2 separate regions of the Sus scrofa genome follow, and region 1 is linked to region 2. The links are chromatin contacts, called in public HiChIP or PLAC-seq maps. All regions are on one chromosome and are shown on one strand. Each heading gives the region's core, a stretch centred on a gene start, on an enhancer-like site or on the middle of the called end of the contact. The rest is flanking DNA. Distances are from core to core; before and after follow the strand shown.

Region 1 (3,763 bases), core at 272-2,771, 65 kb before region 2:
AAAGAACAGGATTTTGATCTACAAGCCAGTTTCCCTGACCAGCAGAGATTTGCATTAAAAATAAAGGACGAGGGAGAGGGAATTAACATTCCCTTATTCAATAAATATATACAAGTGCCTGTCATGCTCCGGCCTCTGCACAAGGCCCTTGGAGTAGAATAAACAAACACTACCCTTATATGCATTAAGCATCATTTTAGGCACAACTTGTATTCAAATGATCCTTGTATTAACTCCACAGAAAATTATAAAAAACACAATGAAATCTTGCCCTCTCTAGAACATAGGATGGAATTTAGCCCAAAGCCAATTTCATCATGAGCAGCATTCTTAGATTCATGTATTAATTAATCATCTTTGTCTCAAGCTCCAAGAAACCAACCTTCAATCTTGAGGCTTAATAAAAAATTAAATTAATACCTGACCACTAAAAGTTGGGTGTGGGTATGTACAGACTTAGTATGGTATTTTATTCTCTCGATTAATTCTTAGGGAAGGGGGTGGACACAATGAAATGGGACAAACCAACAGGTAAATGCAAAGAACAACTTTTAGTTTCTCCAAAATTTTAACAGAATTTTAGAGTACAGACTAGTGATCTTTTTAAAGTAATCAGATATCTATTTTTTTTTCTCATACACTAATTCTAAAGCACAGAATCACTCTCCCTCCTCCCGACAACACACACACACACACAGTTTGACAGCTGTTTTAGAACAAGACAGCTGCTGTCTCTTGTTGCTAAGAGAACAGTACGTGTGGTCAAAAGGACTTTGGGCAAGCTATGATTCTCACCTCCCTTAACTGCGCTTATTGCGCACAGATGACACCTGGGGGTGTGCTTTGCAAACAGTGAGCCACAACAAAGACAGTTTTCCTTCAATTTTCAGTATTCAACCTAAGAGCAGCAAAATATGACAAAGCTCTATTTGTTAACAGCAACCAGCTTGGGCTCTGATGAGAAAGATCCTAACCATCAACTACTGGCTCCTTCCATCATCAGGAGCCGCATCCACACAGCGGGGAGGAGCGACTACGTCACCAGGACGCCCGCGATCCGCACCTCGACCACCTCCGCCCAGCTACCTGTTTCTGCCAAGCGGGGCCTGCCTGGTTGGGTCAGCGCTAGGCTAGCCGAGCCCCGGGTGGGGGAGGGGGAGTGCCAGGCCGGCGTTCGGCCCCCTCTCCTCTCACCTGTTCGAGCGCCGCCTCTTCAGGAGAGCCCGGGAAGAGGGCACCGGCCGGTCACAAAAACGGAAAATGGTGCCGAGAATCCTAACCAGCCATTTGTACATACCAGGCCCAAGCAGCAGCGGCGGCCGACACACCCCGAGACGCAAACCCCAGAGCTGTCGCCGCCGCTGCCGCCTTCTCCGCCTCGGCCACCACCGCCAAGGCTCAGTCGCCGAGTTGTGACGCGGTCCTAGGGCCCACAGATACAACGTCCCTTGAGCTACAGGAGGCCCCCGCTAGCCACCGCTCCTGACGTCACCTCCTCCCGCCCGACCGGAAAGCATCCTCATTCTCAGTTTGCGCACGCGCAACCTAGGTCCCCACCTCCTGAGCCTAGCAACCAGAATGCCTGCGGGAAGGTTCCAGTCCAATCGCTGACGAGATCGCAAGGGATGTGGGCGGGGTATTCTCTTCGGCGGAGCCAATCCTGAGACTGCCCGAGGGACAAGCCCACCGGCCGCACAAGAGCGTTCTCTACCCTGGAGTGAGCGCTCCAGGGGCCTGCAATACTGCAGGTGATCATTAAATGTTTGTTGAATGCACAAAATAAAGGTTAGTCAGGCTAATTAACAAACGTTCACCCTGCTAGGATCCCTTTACTTTGCACATACTTTATGCCTGGTATTTTTACACGCAGTCAACTTCATTTCTCTCAGCAACCTCAGGAGATGCAGAACCTTGTGCCCACTTTTAATCAGTAAGGAAATCGAGGGATAGAGCGATTAAGTAATTGCCTACGGTCACAAAACTAGCTAGTACCACGGATGGAATTTGAACCAGGGTCTGTGTACCAACACCAGTCTCTTGCCCTTGAGATCAGTCTACTGGGAGATATGATTACAAATTACACCTCAAGACAATTGGTTGTAAGTAAACTGCACTTAAGTTAAATTTTTAAAAAGATGATTGGGAGGTCCCTTGTGGTACAGAGGGTTAAGAATCAGGTGTCATCATTGCAATTTCTAGAGTCCCTGCAGTGGCACAGGTTGGATCCCTTGCTAGAGAACTTCCCTAAGTCCTGGGCGTGGCCAAAAAACGAAAAAGAAAAAAAAAGGCTGTTGTGATAAAGGTGGGTACAGAGTGCAGTAGGAGCCAAAGAAAGGAAAACTGGATGGGAAAAGGACGGGAAGGGCAGAACTCAAAAAAGTCTTCACAGACACTTAAGAATGGAAGGCTCCCTGTGGCCTACTAGTAGTACCTACTAATACCCCCTGAGCTGCCAAGAAGTCCTGCTAACTACTCTCCCTCTCTTGTCTAGAGGTTCCCAGTAACGATCAACAATAGAAAAATAACCACCCTTCTTATTACTGGAAAATCCAGTCCCCTACCTAACACTCCTGGGAATATGCAAAGGTTTTCTTGCCCACGAATCCATCCCTGGAAATACTTGATCTTTAATCTGTGATTCAGTTAAGGTTGGACTTCCAGACTTGCTTGAACTTCAACAGAGACACTCCCTAGTACAGTCTCATCCTTGTTCAATAAATATTTTTCTGCAGCAAGCCACCTCCTAGAGCCACAGAACCACCAGCTACCCACCTGTGGCTACCCACCACTCTGGCCTGGGCTGGGGATAGGAGCAGTTCCTGGAGGGTAGAAGCAAATCCTAAATGTGGGCATGGGCTCCTCCCTCAATTCCCTAAAATATAGCTAATACCAGGCCATTACAGATAGTCTGGGAATAACAGGAGAATTACAAAGCTGAGAAAGTTTAGAAGTGGCTATTACAAATACAGCATCTAGGGAGTTCCCATCATGGCTCAGCAGAAACAAATGTGACTAGTATCCATGAGGACACAAGTTCAATCTCTGGCCCCGCTCAGTGGGTTAAGGATCCGGCGTTGCCACGAACTGTGGTGTAGGTCACAGACGCAGTTCGGATCTGGTGTTGCTGTGGCTGTGGCCTAGGCCGGCAGCTACAGCCCCGACTGGACCCCTTGCCTAAGAACCTCCACAAGCCGTGAGTACAGCCTTAAAGAGACAAAAAAAGAAGAAGAAGAAGAAGATGATGAAGAAGGCTACCAGCAGGGCAGTTCAGCTGTGTCCCAAAAGTCCCTTCTACTATAAAAGCTGGTCTTTGCTTTTGTCAAACCAAGAACACTTAAGTATCAGGAAGGAATTCTCCAAAACAAAGGAGTGGCCTTCATTCGAAACATAAACCAGAACACTCCGAGGTTGCTTTAGAATAGCACTTTCTCCCAGGTCCTGGCCACTAAGATTTAAGAAACATTGGCATCATGTTACAGAGAAGTCTAGTACAACATCACAACGTATTTTTTTTTCTGCCTCATTGGAGCAAGTACCCAATACTGGAATGTCGGTCACCCGCCAAGAAAAGTCGGAGGGCTTTGGAATTACAGACCTCAGTCCATATCTCTGGACCTCATCAACAAACAATAACTATGCCAGCCCTTCCATGAGCACAACCCCCCACCCCCACCACTTTGTGTCCTCTTAGTGTCTCTAGTCACCCTCTGAAGTGGAGAAAGAAAGGGGATTCAGCCTTACAGTCGCTTCCGCTTGGGTCTTG
Region 2 (4,245 bases), core at 645-3,144:
TCGAAGCCAGGAACCCTCCTCCTCATGAATCCTAGTCGGGTCTGTCAACTGCTGAGCCACGAAGGGAACTCCAGCCATTCGTATTTTATTTACATCCTTACCCACTACAGCCCCATCTCATTATTTTGATGCAAATCTCATGCATTGAACCATTTAATTCATAAATACTTCAGTATTTTGAACATATAAAAATATCCTTTTTTTCTTCTTACGAATGAGTCATGATGTAGTCTTAACACTGAAAAGTGTTTGTTATCCAAGCCATACTGGGCAACAGAACTGTATCAGGACAGAGTTGCCTCCCTCTTTCATGAAGCTACTTAGTGTTCCATTTGTGAATAGACAATAATTAACTTCAGTAGTCCCCCTAAATAATGGGTAAGTTGTTCCCAATATCTTAATATCAAAGCTGAGAGAACACCCTTGAACAAACATCTTTGTCTACCTATGGGCATACCTAGGGGTTAAATTCCTGGATGTAGAATTGATAGGACCTTGTGCACTTCAAATTCTGACAGGTGCTCCTTATTGGCCCAAGAAGGGTTTTGAATGATGTGACAAGGATGGTTTCTGTTATCCAGGCTTGTAACATTTTGGACTCTGTCATTCTCCATTTAATCAGGCATGTCCTACCAACTCAACTTCTCCCAGTCTGTCCATCTTCCTCCCTTCATCCCCACTGATGTGGTCCTGGCTCAGCCCAGCATCCTTTCTCACCAAGTCAGTTGCAGCTATCAACTCAGAATGGAGTCTAATCATTTGCCAGAGCAAACATCCAAAAATGGGAACTAATGTATTCCATTGCTAAAACACTTCTTTTCCCTCTCTTTCTTTCTCGGGCCGCACATGCAGCATATGGTAGTTCCAAGGCTAGGGTCGAATCAGAGCTGTAGCCGCTGGTATAGGCCACAGCCACAGCAACTCGAGATCAGGATGTGTCTGCTACCTACACCACAGCTCATGGCAAGACCGGATTCTTAACCCATTGAGCGAGGCCAGGGATTGAACCCTCCTCCTCAGGGACACTAGTCTGATTCGTTTCTGCTGTGCCACAACGGCAACACCTGCTTAAACACTTCTGTTGGTGTCTCCTTAAAACACAATGTTAAAAAACCATTCTCCTTAGCTGCCTTTCAATACTTCTGAGTTTTTCCTCACCTTCTCATTCACTTCTCAATTTAGGCTTCACAGATACTGAAGGCTGGCACCTTACTGGGGTCCCCAGCTCACCCTATTCCTCCTCTCTCTGTTGTGGAAATCTTGCTCATGCTTTACTGTAAACTCAAAGGTAAACTCAAAACCCCACCTTCTCCATGAATCCACGCAGTGTGGGACCGCTAGTTTTGGACTCAGGGTGACTTGGACTCTATATTGGCTCTCTTTTCGGAGATGTCACTTAATCTTTCCAGGACTCAGATTTTTGTTAAATAAAGACAAAAATACCAAAAATACCAACCTTGCAGGATTCCTGGGAGCATTAAGGGTAATGAGCACATAGGCGTTCAATAAAAGGAAATTCTCATTATTTCCGTGTCGACCATTCCACCACACTCACAGGAGCCTTTGGTTCTAAGAGGGCTGCATTTGCTTTGTGTTACAACCGATGGTTGACAAGACTGGAGTGACCACTAGACCGCAAGCTCGCTGTGGGTAGGGCTCGTGATTCTCCCAGCGCCTGGCAGAGAGCCCGCAAAGAAGTGAAGCAAGAGACAGAGATAAACAGAAAAAGACACCCAAACGGGAGGAGGACAGACGAACGTGCTGAACAGGGAGGCTGCAAGACCGGATCTGCAGGATTCCTGGCTAAGGGGCAAGCAGCCGGAGGCCGGTAGGGGGCGGGGTCTGTATCTGGGGGGCGGGGCCTGGAGCGGACCCCGCCCCGGTCCGTCCCCTAACGCGCTCCGCGTGCGCAGTACGCGAGCAGTTAGGTCCCCGGTGCTGCTTCCGCGCTCGTCTGCGGCCCCCGCGGGTCGGGGTGAGGGCGCCGATATGCGTCCCCTGCTCGGTCTCCTCCTGGTCTTCGCCGGCTGCACCTTTGCCTTGTACTTGCTGTCGACCCGACTGCCCCGCGGGGAGACACTAGGCTCAGCCGAAGGGGCTGGAGACAGGTGCGTGGCAGAGGTGGCGGGGAACAAGTTTCAGGTCAAAGGAGGGGAGCCAGGTCGGAAGATGGGTCTGGGAACCCGAGGTTGGGGTTCCCAGATCGGAGGCGTCGGGAGCCGGGATTTGAGGTTCAGTTCTAGGACTGGGGATCAGACAGCGTCTACACGGTCGCGAGCAGGCCGGGTGGACTGGACCTGGGGCCCGGTCCTAGCTGGGACCTGCTTGCTGGTCGCTGCGCGGGAATGCTGTCTAGTGCCTTTTGGGGGTGAGATTTGCGGAGGGAAACGCGGCGTCTTACCCCGGAGCATTTCTGTTCGCGCCATGGCATCACCTCTTGAGCTGTGTCCCTGTCGTCTTTCCTGGCCCAGTCCTGACTCCCCTGTGCATCCGACCCTCGGCCCTGGTTGGACCCGCAGCCCCTTCTTCACGACTGCTTCCAGCCTCCCTCCATCGTCCTCCCCACTTCACTTCAGTTTTGTTAGGTCTGTCCTTGGGACTTTAAGGCATTCTGTCTTCAGGAAAAGCATTGCCCAGACAACTTTAAATTATTCGCTAATTAATTATCGGGTCCGCCCCTCTTCCTGGCTGTTTCAGCTTTTCCTTCTCAGGACCGACTAGCTGAGGCAGAAGGCGTTACAATACCTACCGGGCCAGTTTGTCGTGAGTGCAGCTACTGTTCATAAAGTTAATGGAAGGGTGTCAGGGATGTTATGATGTTTGATTGTTAAGAAGGTTGTTTGCAAAGATTGTATTCTTTTGCTCCATCTGGGAAGGCTCTGCTGTAGGTGTAATACATACTAAGAGAAACATTCTGATGAGAACCAGGAGAGTTTGCTTATTTGATGGATTTGATCGTTGATGGATTCAGGAGTTGTTTAGATGCCAGAGGCAAGGTAGACTTTACACTGAAGCTCTTGGACTGGGTTCATAGTGCATTGAGGACCATATAAAGAGCAGGGTGAAAAGCCGGCTCTTTGAAAGGGCTGGTTTCAAGCCTGACACATTATTGAAAAGATTTTGTTTATGGCGTGGGACAAATATACTTTCCTGGAGAATCTTTAATTGGCTTTTTTTGTGACTGATAAAACAATTGTTTTACTTAGTAACTTAGAAGTCGTGTCAAGTTTGAATTGTCCTTGGCCTAAAACTTAGGGGGAGGAGGTGCTCATGGAAAGGAAAAGGTAGTTTAGGATGTTTTGCATTTGCCTAGATATTAAGCCATTTGCCTCTTAAGAATAGTTCATAAAACCTGAGAGCTAAGAGGGAACTTGGTGATTGTCCACCATCAACCCCTCCTTTTTCAGATGAGGAAACTGAGGCTCAGGGACTAGCCCAAGATCACGCAACTGGAGAGTAGCAGAGTTGAGATGCAACCACAGGTCCTTTGCTCCCAAACCAAGGCTCTCCTTGCCTCTGCTGTGTTGTATCATGTCATCCGTCATCCTGGCCTCCCGTTATGCGTGTGTTGCCGGCAGACCAGATGAGGGGCACATTTATAAACCTCCTTTGGAAGAAAGACACAGCAAGTGACTTTCTTAGGTATCAGGCTCATCTGGACTTTTGTTTCCATCTGCTTTTTCAAATCTCAGGTCACTATGGTTCCCCTCAGATGTGGCTGAGCTGCGGGAACTCTCTGAGGTCCTTCGAGAGTACCGGAAGGAGCACCAGGCCTACGTATTCCTACTCTTCTGCAGTGCCTACCTCTACAAACAGGGCTTTGCCATCCCTGGCTCCAGCTTCCTGGTCAGTATCCTGCCCTCCTCCTGTGCCTGCCAGGAAGCCACCTTCTGTCCTTGTAGACGGGCCCTTGGGCTGCAGCTCTTACGGTCTAGAGGATAGACTACTGTGGCTACCATTTGTTGTCAGCTTCCCCTGTGTCAGGTGCTGTCCTAGTCACTTTACCTGAATGACCTTATTTAATTCTTGCAAGAGACAATAACACACACTATTCTCCACATTTTTAAGATAAGGCCATGAATGATGAGAAATCAGGTAACTATCCCAGATGACAAGGCGAGGAGGTGGTAGTCCTGGGGTTTGAACCCACATCTACCCAGCTCCCGAGCCTACCTTTCCTCTCAGTTATGCTGTTTTTGTTTTTAAGGATTCGATTTGATAGCTGTGGGGTGCTGTCCTTGAGAC

What was found. HiChIP or PLAC-seq counts read pairs in DNA pulled down with a chosen protein or histone mark.
Region 1: an H3K27ac HiChIP or PLAC-seq map of alveolar macrophages shows a contact between it and region 2. The contact joins the promoter of SENP2 here to the promoter of TMEM41A in region 2. A contact is called at or near these places in 1 of 5 promoter capture datasets (liver), 4 of 47 Hi-C or Micro-C datasets (embryonic fibroblasts, heart right ventricle, liver and 1 more) and 1 of 2 datasets of contacts at active chromatin or transcription factors (alveolar macrophages).

Annotation. Positions count from the first base shown.
Region 1 is chr13:123,427,673-123,431,435 of Sscrofa11.1, reverse strand. It overlaps SENP2 (sentrin-specific protease 2), which reads right to left and starts at 1,521. Exons shown (of 17, transcript XM_021069989.1): 1 at 1,195-1,521. The coding sequence starts at 1,295.
Region 2 is chr13:123,362,855-123,367,099 of Sscrofa11.1, reverse strand. TMEM41A (transmembrane protein 41A) reads left to right here and starts at 1,894. Exons shown (of 5, transcript XM_021069988.1): 1 at 1,894-2,108; 2 at 3,693-3,846. The coding sequence starts at 1,990.